Linked DNA regions of Hordeum vulgare: region 2 is linked to region 1. A link is a contact called in public Hi-C data. All regions are on one chromosome and are shown on one strand. The core of a region is the stretch at or near the end of the contact, and the rest is flanking DNA. Distances in the headings are between cores, read along the strand shown. Region 1 holds the start of LOC123425543 (chitin-inducible gibberellin-responsive protein 2-like). Region 2 has its middle 130 kb from the start of LOC123425544.

Evidence for each region. A called contact is a pair of places that touch in the nucleus more often than the background predicts.
Region 2: a Hi-C map of seedling shows a contact between it and region 1, with 4 times the contacts expected there. The contact joins the enhancer-like site here to the promoter of LOC123425543 in region 1. A contact is called at or near these places in 2 of 6 Hi-C or Micro-C datasets (leaf and seedling).

What each region holds. Positions count from the first base shown.
Region 1 is chr2H:135,674,876-135,678,797 of MorexV3_pseudomolecules_assembly, forward strand. LOC123425543 (chitin-inducible gibberellin-responsive protein 2-like) reads right to left here and starts at 2,269. Exons shown (of 2, transcript XM_045109234.1): 1 at 2,037-2,269; 2 at 1-1,001. The coding sequence starts at 920.
Region 2 is chr2H:135,937,421-135,941,342 of MorexV3_pseudomolecules_assembly, forward strand. No RefSeq gene overlaps it. Among protein-coding and RNA genes, the nearest start is that of LOC123425544, 130 kb to the right of the region's middle. Within about 2 kb of position 2,286, at least 3 of the 3 cell types and tissues checked have open chromatin away from gene starts, as enhancers often do. A contact at or near this core is called in leaf and seedling, where this site is marked.

The DNA.
Region 1 (3,922 bases), core at 1,019-3,518:
TGAGCTCCTTGAGCGATATGGAAGTCGATTATGTGGATCCTGTCCTCCCCCTTGACGGCCTCCGCGATGGCGCCGTTGGCCGACATGTAGCCGAACTTGAAGTAGGGGCAGGCCTCGTACAGGAAATGCATGTAGGACAGCAGGTCGGAGCTCTTGGGCTCCTTGCACCTCAAGGCCTTGTAGATGGAGTGGCCGGAGGAGGCGAGCCTGGCGACGAGCCCTTCCACCATGTAGGCTCCCAGCCTCTCGAGCGGCGTACCGGAGACCGAAACCATCTTCCTCAGCTCCGGCACCATCACGTCGACCGCGTACATGTTCTTCTCTTCCACAGCTCTGGCACAAGCAAGCAGCAGCTCCTTGAGGTTGCCCCTGGGAAAGTCCATCATCTGCGCCCACTTCTCCGGCTCCAGCGAGAGCTGCTTCGCCACCGAGCTCTCGAGGCTGTTAACTATCTCAGCGGCGTCTGGCCCAAGCATCTCAGCCTCGAGGTCCTTGAGCTTCTGCTTCAGATCGTTAGGATCCTCGGTCGTCACAGTGACGCATGAAGCACTGACAGGAGACCCGTCCGTGGAGTCGGAGTGGCTGTCGTCGTGAGACGAAGGGCTGCCACTGCCGCTCCTGATGGACGGAGGAGTGAAGCTATGGCTGGAGGGCGAGTCGTGCCTCATGCAGCCGGCCGCGGCCGAGGAGTCCACCAGAGTGTGCTTCATCTGAGCAACATGGTTCTCGTAGCTAGCATCTGACGAGTGAGACTTGAGGCTGTAGTGATGCTGTGGCACGACGTGGGTGTCTGGAGATGGCTGGTAAGGGTGGCAGGGATGCTGTGGGTTGTCCGGGTACTGGAACTGGAACTGCTTCGGGTTCTGCCTCTGCATGTTGCTGAAGGGGTGGATCATCCGGGAAGTCGGAGTATCGGCCATACTTGTTCAGTAGAGATTCTTGACACGCTAATCACTGCATGGATCTTTCTTCTAGCCCAGAAATCCAGATGGAACGAAAATCTGAAACAAGAGAGTAAGAAAGACTGTCAGAAGAAAAGCACACCGAGTTACTAACTCCAAAGGTAAAACTGGTAGCCAAGATTACACTGAAAGTAACACAGAGATAAACAGATCAAGTTAGTCTGAAGAAAAGACTTTGAGTGGTAGAGAACCAACCACTAGCATAGCAGGCACCCTACAGATAACAAGCAAGGGAAGGTAGGAGCATGGTGTAGTAGTGCTGACCGAAGAAGATCGTCACGATTACATGGCCAAGCATCCCAGTCCCAGCAAAGAAACAGCCGTACTAAAAGTAGGAGTATGACCTGAGCGCGCGCAAACAAAAGAGAGGCCTGTAGACGACTACAACGGGTCGTAAAGTAATCCCCGCCTCATCATCATAATAATTTTCCTACACCAAACCAGCTGCACGGGCAGTTTGACCCAACCAACTACTACTCCCTTCCCTTCCCGGCACAGACAGCATTGATTAATTAACTAACATCCACTGAAATAAATATAGATCGCACAAGTCAATGGTCCAAAGCCCCTGGATCTGCTTGTTCTGGCCTGCACAAATCGAGATGTCTAATCTACCACCAACCGTTTGACGCGGTCTCAGCAAATTCTCCCTAGGTACTAGTACTAGTATAGCTCGCAAGCATGGTCATGGCCTAGTACCGACTACTGAGGCCGTACGGAGGTACGGCCGACCAGGCTTGCAAAATACTCGTACTCGTACGCAGAGAAAGCAAGTACAGTACTACTACCAAAGAGAAACTAGGAAAGCAGCTTCGTTCTCGCTTGCGCGGCTGCCAATCTCACGAGAAAATTAACAAACTGGGCATCGATTCACGGGAAAACCACTGGTCGCCACCAAACCAAACATCAAGAGCCCCCAAGCTAGACGTGACCCGGAACGAGCAAAGGGGAGGTCATGGCGTAACATCCATCTTCATTTCTTCAAGCGCTCATGATGCTCATACTACTACTAGCAGCTACGGGGAAGGCAGGCGGGCAAGACGGGAGGAGCAGGAGGAGGAAGGAAGGAAGTACCTCTGCGCAGTAGCTCCGGCCGGTGGCTCGCCGTACGTACGTCGGACCCTTGAGCTGGAGTCGAGGCGAGGAGGATTCGTGCGGCGACGGCGAGAAGAGAGATCGCGAAGGGAGAGGGGAAGAGGTGCGTGTGTGTGTTGGTGGCCTCTGAGGTTGTGGTGGGGGGAGTGCGATGCTGTTTCCTGTAGGGGGGGCTGGGCAGCAGAGCTAGTGGATCCTCCGGGTGGCCGTTGCTATTTCTACCCGCGGGACGCGTCGTCCGCGGTTTTGTGCCGTCGTGAGGCGTGACGCGCGGGCGGGGGCGGGGGCGGGGCGTTCAGACCGCGGGTGCGTGCGTGGCGCGCACCGGGCTCGGGGATGGATGGATGGATGAAATATCTCCCTGCGGTGCCCCCCACGAGACCAACCTGCCACCACCACTGCTGCACGCACTCGTGCGTCGTGCGTCCAATTCTTGACGCGCTCCGCGCCTGGACTGCGGACTGGATGGAGGTTGGACCGTGGGACTCCACGAGCCTCCCGCGCTAGGTATTTGCTTGCTTGCTTGCTCGGGATCGATAATTGTGCTATGTGTCTGTGTGTGATGCGCCGGGATGACGACGACGGCGTACTTGTCGTCGGCCACTGTCGCCGTCGTCTCGCAAGGAGAGAACAGAGATCGTCACGTGCTGCTGGATGGGATCGGACGATGCTTCCTTCGTCGAGGTGTTTTTTTCCCCAATGGATGGATGTTTTCGCTCTGTGCCATCAAGGTGCCAGTTGATACTCGCTAAACAGCGGGCCGATGACTACCGGCCTGCTCGCTTCCAACACGCCTCTGTCGCCTTCCTTCCACTTTTCACCGTGTCTCCTTCGTCTCACCACATCTATCTATCTATGTATGCTATGTCGGCGTTGAACACGAATTGAAAATTTCGAAACAGGCGAAGCGAGCTCGTGGTTTTGAGGATTTATTCTCCACCATTCCGTTCCGTTCCGTCCAAGAAGATTTACGGATGCTTATCTTAGCTTTTCCGCCACATGACCAGCACGTACTAAGATATTCCGCGTCTACACGGATATGAAAAGGCCGGGAGGTCCTTCCCATCATCTCTTCTTTCAGTGGCATCATTTCTCATGTCTGTCCCCGGGAAATTATCATCCACGCCCCGCCTTTCTCGCTTTTCACAACCGGTCCTTTGGCGTCGACCCACCTTTTCCTTCCTTTTTAACTCCAAGATCGCATGGTGGGTCCGTGTGCACCACGCCCAAGCTAGCTGCAGCATGATGCTAACATGATAAAGAGTGCTAGTAGTATGAGATGAGTGCTCCGTATCTTTTTCTTTTCTCATGTGTTGCGATGCTGTCTCATCACTGTGAAGGCGTTCCATTAAATTGGTCCATGTCTGAGCCTCTACGTCCCTTCTTCGGTGGAGTGTACGCCTCCAGAATGTGGATAGCATGCATGCACTGACCAAAACTGATATGCACAATCTTCACTCATACGAGTATTACTAGGAAAAGCAAGGTAGGTAGTGGAGTACTCTTAACACATGTGGTACCCGGGCTGTCGGAGTAGTATATTATTGATTTTTTTGACAAAATACTAGTACCACACTTCTACCTTGACACAAATGTCACACCTTGTGCCGTTGACAAGTGGTCTCAGACTCCAAATATTATTAGGGTGAGGTGGAGCCATGTGAGTATGACATGAAGCATATCTTCTATTTTTAAATAGCTATAATCCATTAGCTATTTTTTTAGGCATGCAAGTATGCCACATGAGCAACTCATGCATGTAAGTCATAAATTACATTGTTTTTTATTACTTTATGCATGCAAGCACCACATCACTAATTCATGCATGTTACTCTTAAGTTATTTTTTATATTAGATTTTGTATT
Region 2 (3,922 bases), core at 1,036-3,535, 260 kb after region 1:
AAAGAATATTAGAAAACTATTCTTTTTTGTGATAAGCACTACATGTCCTTCCCTGAGAAGGACAACTGTGCTTCTTGAAAAAAAGGAAAAGCTTAGCATATGCTTTTGTGAGAAGTAGAATTGTGCTTTCCCAAAAAGAGAAAATCACATATGTGCTCACAAAAAGTGAAAAGCACAACTGTGCTTATAATTTTTTTGTTTTTTGTTTTTTAGTTTTTTTCTTGAGAAAAAGTTCACCGGAACTTGTTAACATGGGGCCTATTTTCTGAATATCTTAACGCTCCAACGATGAAAAGGGTTCATGAGTTAGACGAGGTCTAACAGAACATTTTTGAAACAAATTTTAGAAAAATAAAGAAAACTATCAGGTTGTAATAAGTGATGCACATGAAGTGTGCCCACTTATTAGGATCGAAGAAAATAAAAAGTGACCTTTGCATGGGATAACCCTTAACTAATGATCTCGACAAACCGGTGCATCGATAGTTGCCCGTCGTTCTCCGTGCAAAAAATTTATCGGGCTGGCCCATTTCACACAGCTCATGAGCAATCCGTGAGTGGTAGTGCTTGCAATAAGCGGGAGTAATTAATCAGAGAGTACTTGGGATGCTGAGAGCGCGCCACATGTGACATCACTTGTCGTGCTCTAGACGCTTTCTGTGGATTTTGTTTTCTTTTTATTGTTCTGCATTCATTTTCGGCTTTTAGTTGATTTTTTAGTATTTTTCGGCTTTCCCCGGGTTTTCTTATGTTTGGACCCAATAAAATTCAAAAAAAAAAATTTTACATGAAAACGTGATTTCTTTTTTTTCTTCCGTAAGAGGCCATATTTACTTCTTGTGGAAGCATGGATTTTTTTTTTCTCGAGAGGCACCGTCGTGCCTCTCGTAAAAGGGAAAAGAAAAATGCATTTTTTCCTACTAAGAGAGGCACGGATTTACTTTCGTAGAGGTACAAATTTGCTTTCGCGAGAGGCGCGATCGTGCATCTCGAAAAGGGAAAACTTGTGTTTTCTTCTTCTTTTGTGAGAGGCATAGATTTTTTTTATGAAGGCACATATTTGCTTCCACGAGATGCACGGTCGTGCATCTCGCAAAAGTGAAAAACACGTCTTGTCTTCTTTTTTTTCTCCACAAGAGCCACGACTTTGCTTCGCACAAAGGCACATATTTGCTTCTGTCGCGAGAGACACAAATTTACTTCTACGGAGGCACGAATTTGCTTACGGGAGAGCTATGCTTGTGCAAAAAGAAAAAACATGATTTTTTATCACGAGGGTCATGGATTTACTTTTTGTGGAGGCATAGATTTGCTTTCGCGAGGGACACGGTCGGTTTACAAGAAAAACATTTTCCCGGTTCGGGGTTTTTTCGTGAAAAAAAAGTTCCTTGAAAACTATAAACGAGGGATATAGTTTTCAAGATCTCGTTGTGAGGAATCTAACGATGAAGACTATTCAAGATTTGAACGTACGGCTTGAGAAATAAAAAAAATTAAATAAACGTATTTACGAAAAATAAAGAACTCCTAAATTGTGATAAGTGACATATATACAGTGTGATACTTGTCGTGACCTGAAAAAATAGTGACCTTTATAAAGAAAGCCCTTTAACTAGTGATTTCGACAATAAGCGCTATATCTCAGCATCCCTATGTCATGGTCATGCGCAGTTAACCATCATCAAGCCCTATAAATTATGTCATGATGTCTCATACGGCTGTACCGACACTTACTTGAGATAATGTTTTGAAATTGAGATGTTTATTTCAAAGTAACTCTTGCCTTTTTCGGTACGTAACTTGTATAAGCAAGCATCGACCATAAGACCGAGAAGCCTGAAACCGAGAGAATTTGACGATATGTATTGAGGCGGCAGAGAGTGATGTTCGTTATAAGTTGTGGTCAGTGTGACGAGTGACATGACCCCAACTACACGTTGCACTGGACGGTAGGGTACGGCCCGGGACCCTGTGCGGTCTACGAAGATGTTTGCTGTCTTTGTTTATTGTCCAGTTGATCAACAAGTGGAACCCATACAAGCATCAGAACGCACTGATATCATTGCAGATACAAGCGTTTTGTTCTTCCTTTGCGTTTGACTGACATGTTATTATTTTTCTAAGCCCACGCATCATTTCCGATTCCCCCGTGTGGCCGTGTTGCATGTGTCATGTGCTCATGTGTGCATGGTGGATTATTCCTCCCGGTTGGATTTGTATAGTGGGCTCTATCCACGACCTTTCGGCTCGACCAAAAAGATATCATTCTCTTAACCAACGGGATGACGAGCCTGCGATGGAAGCGACCGCGATACGAACCACGCATGACTCGACCCGATATCACCAGTGGTGGAGTACTGGTACTGCCGGTGTTATCCATGGCCATGGGTTCCGGCGGCGTCCGGGAGCGCACGACACGGCCGGCGGCGTGAAACCGAGGGAAGCCTTTTTCCTTGCCATGGGCGGGAGGCATCCCGCGATCTGATCTGATGTGATGTGTTGCAAGGTGGAGGTTGCCCGATGCCCGCGGTCGCGTCTACGCGGTTTCGGGCTTTGGTGATTCCCTTGCCTTTATCTCCTTCCCTGAAGATTCCTCGCCGTGTCTGGCAGCGGTGCCGGCGGCGAAGAGCCTGAATGGTTCACACGTGTGCGGCGGTCGAGGTCGACCACGCCGGCCGCCCCTGGCACCCGTGAATCCATGCGTGCCGCACGCCGTCCGGGCCGGGAAAACGGACAGCTCGTCGCCACGCATGTGTCCAGTTTACGAGGAGGCTGCAGCTCAAGCATGGGGAGTGGGGACCTCCCATATCGGGGGTAGAGTCCACCAAACGCGCAGGGGCAGCGCGTAATGGCCCGGCCCAATTAACAGATTCGAGTTTTTTTCGCACAGAATTCGGGTTGTTTGTTTTATTTCAGAGAAATATTGTACAAAACATAATCGCTACTTAGAAAATGTTCCCGCATATTAAAGTATTGTTCAGGATTTTTTTTCTTTTTATGAATTTATCACAAATTTCAAAACCGGTTCAGGATTGTAAAAAATCACTAATTTTAGAATTATACGCAAATATTATAAAATATTTCAGAATTAAAATATCCATGAAATTAGAAAAAATCATGAGTTTTAAAAATACTCCTGAATTTAGAAAATGTTCAGTAATTTTGAAAATTAAAGACTTAAAAAATAATATTAAACTTCCAAAATATTCATGAATTTTAAAAATATTTATGGATTCTAGTAAATATTAACTACTTTCAACAAATTTTCACAAATTTTAGAAATATTCTTGGATCTCAATAACTATTCGCGGATTTGAATATTAGATTTCAAAAACCGACCTCAGATTAGAAAAACAAAAACAAAGAAAAAAAACTAGCTAGGAAGAAACATAAACTATAAAATGGAACCTTGTGAAACATTCCTAAAACCTAAATAAGAAACAACACAAAAGCACTGAGTTGGCCCGCCCAATAGTGCGTGCGGGTTGCACGTTTGCTCGACTATCCTCGCACTATGCGATTGGCCATGCACATGTGCATGTGTCCCATTTAGGCTATGTGTCGCGATTTACTTTGATGATTTCTATGCAACTTCATTAATGAAAACTTACCGTATGTCACACAACAAAAATCCATGTCACGTTATTTTAACTTGCCTTCTTTCCTTCCTCATTTGTTTTGGAATAATTCACTTTATTTCTTCCGTGTTTTGCACGCCTTTGATATCCGGCATCCATAGTTGTTAGATTGTTTTTTAACATATGTACTCTAAAAGATTGATAAGAAGTAGTCATAAATAATGTGTGAACTTTCTACATTGACCAACTAATAAGTTGTGGAGATCGGACACGCCATCAACTTGCGCCCCCCAATCAACATGCTCCCTCAACCAGATAGTTACAAGCCATTGCAATGTTGGTGA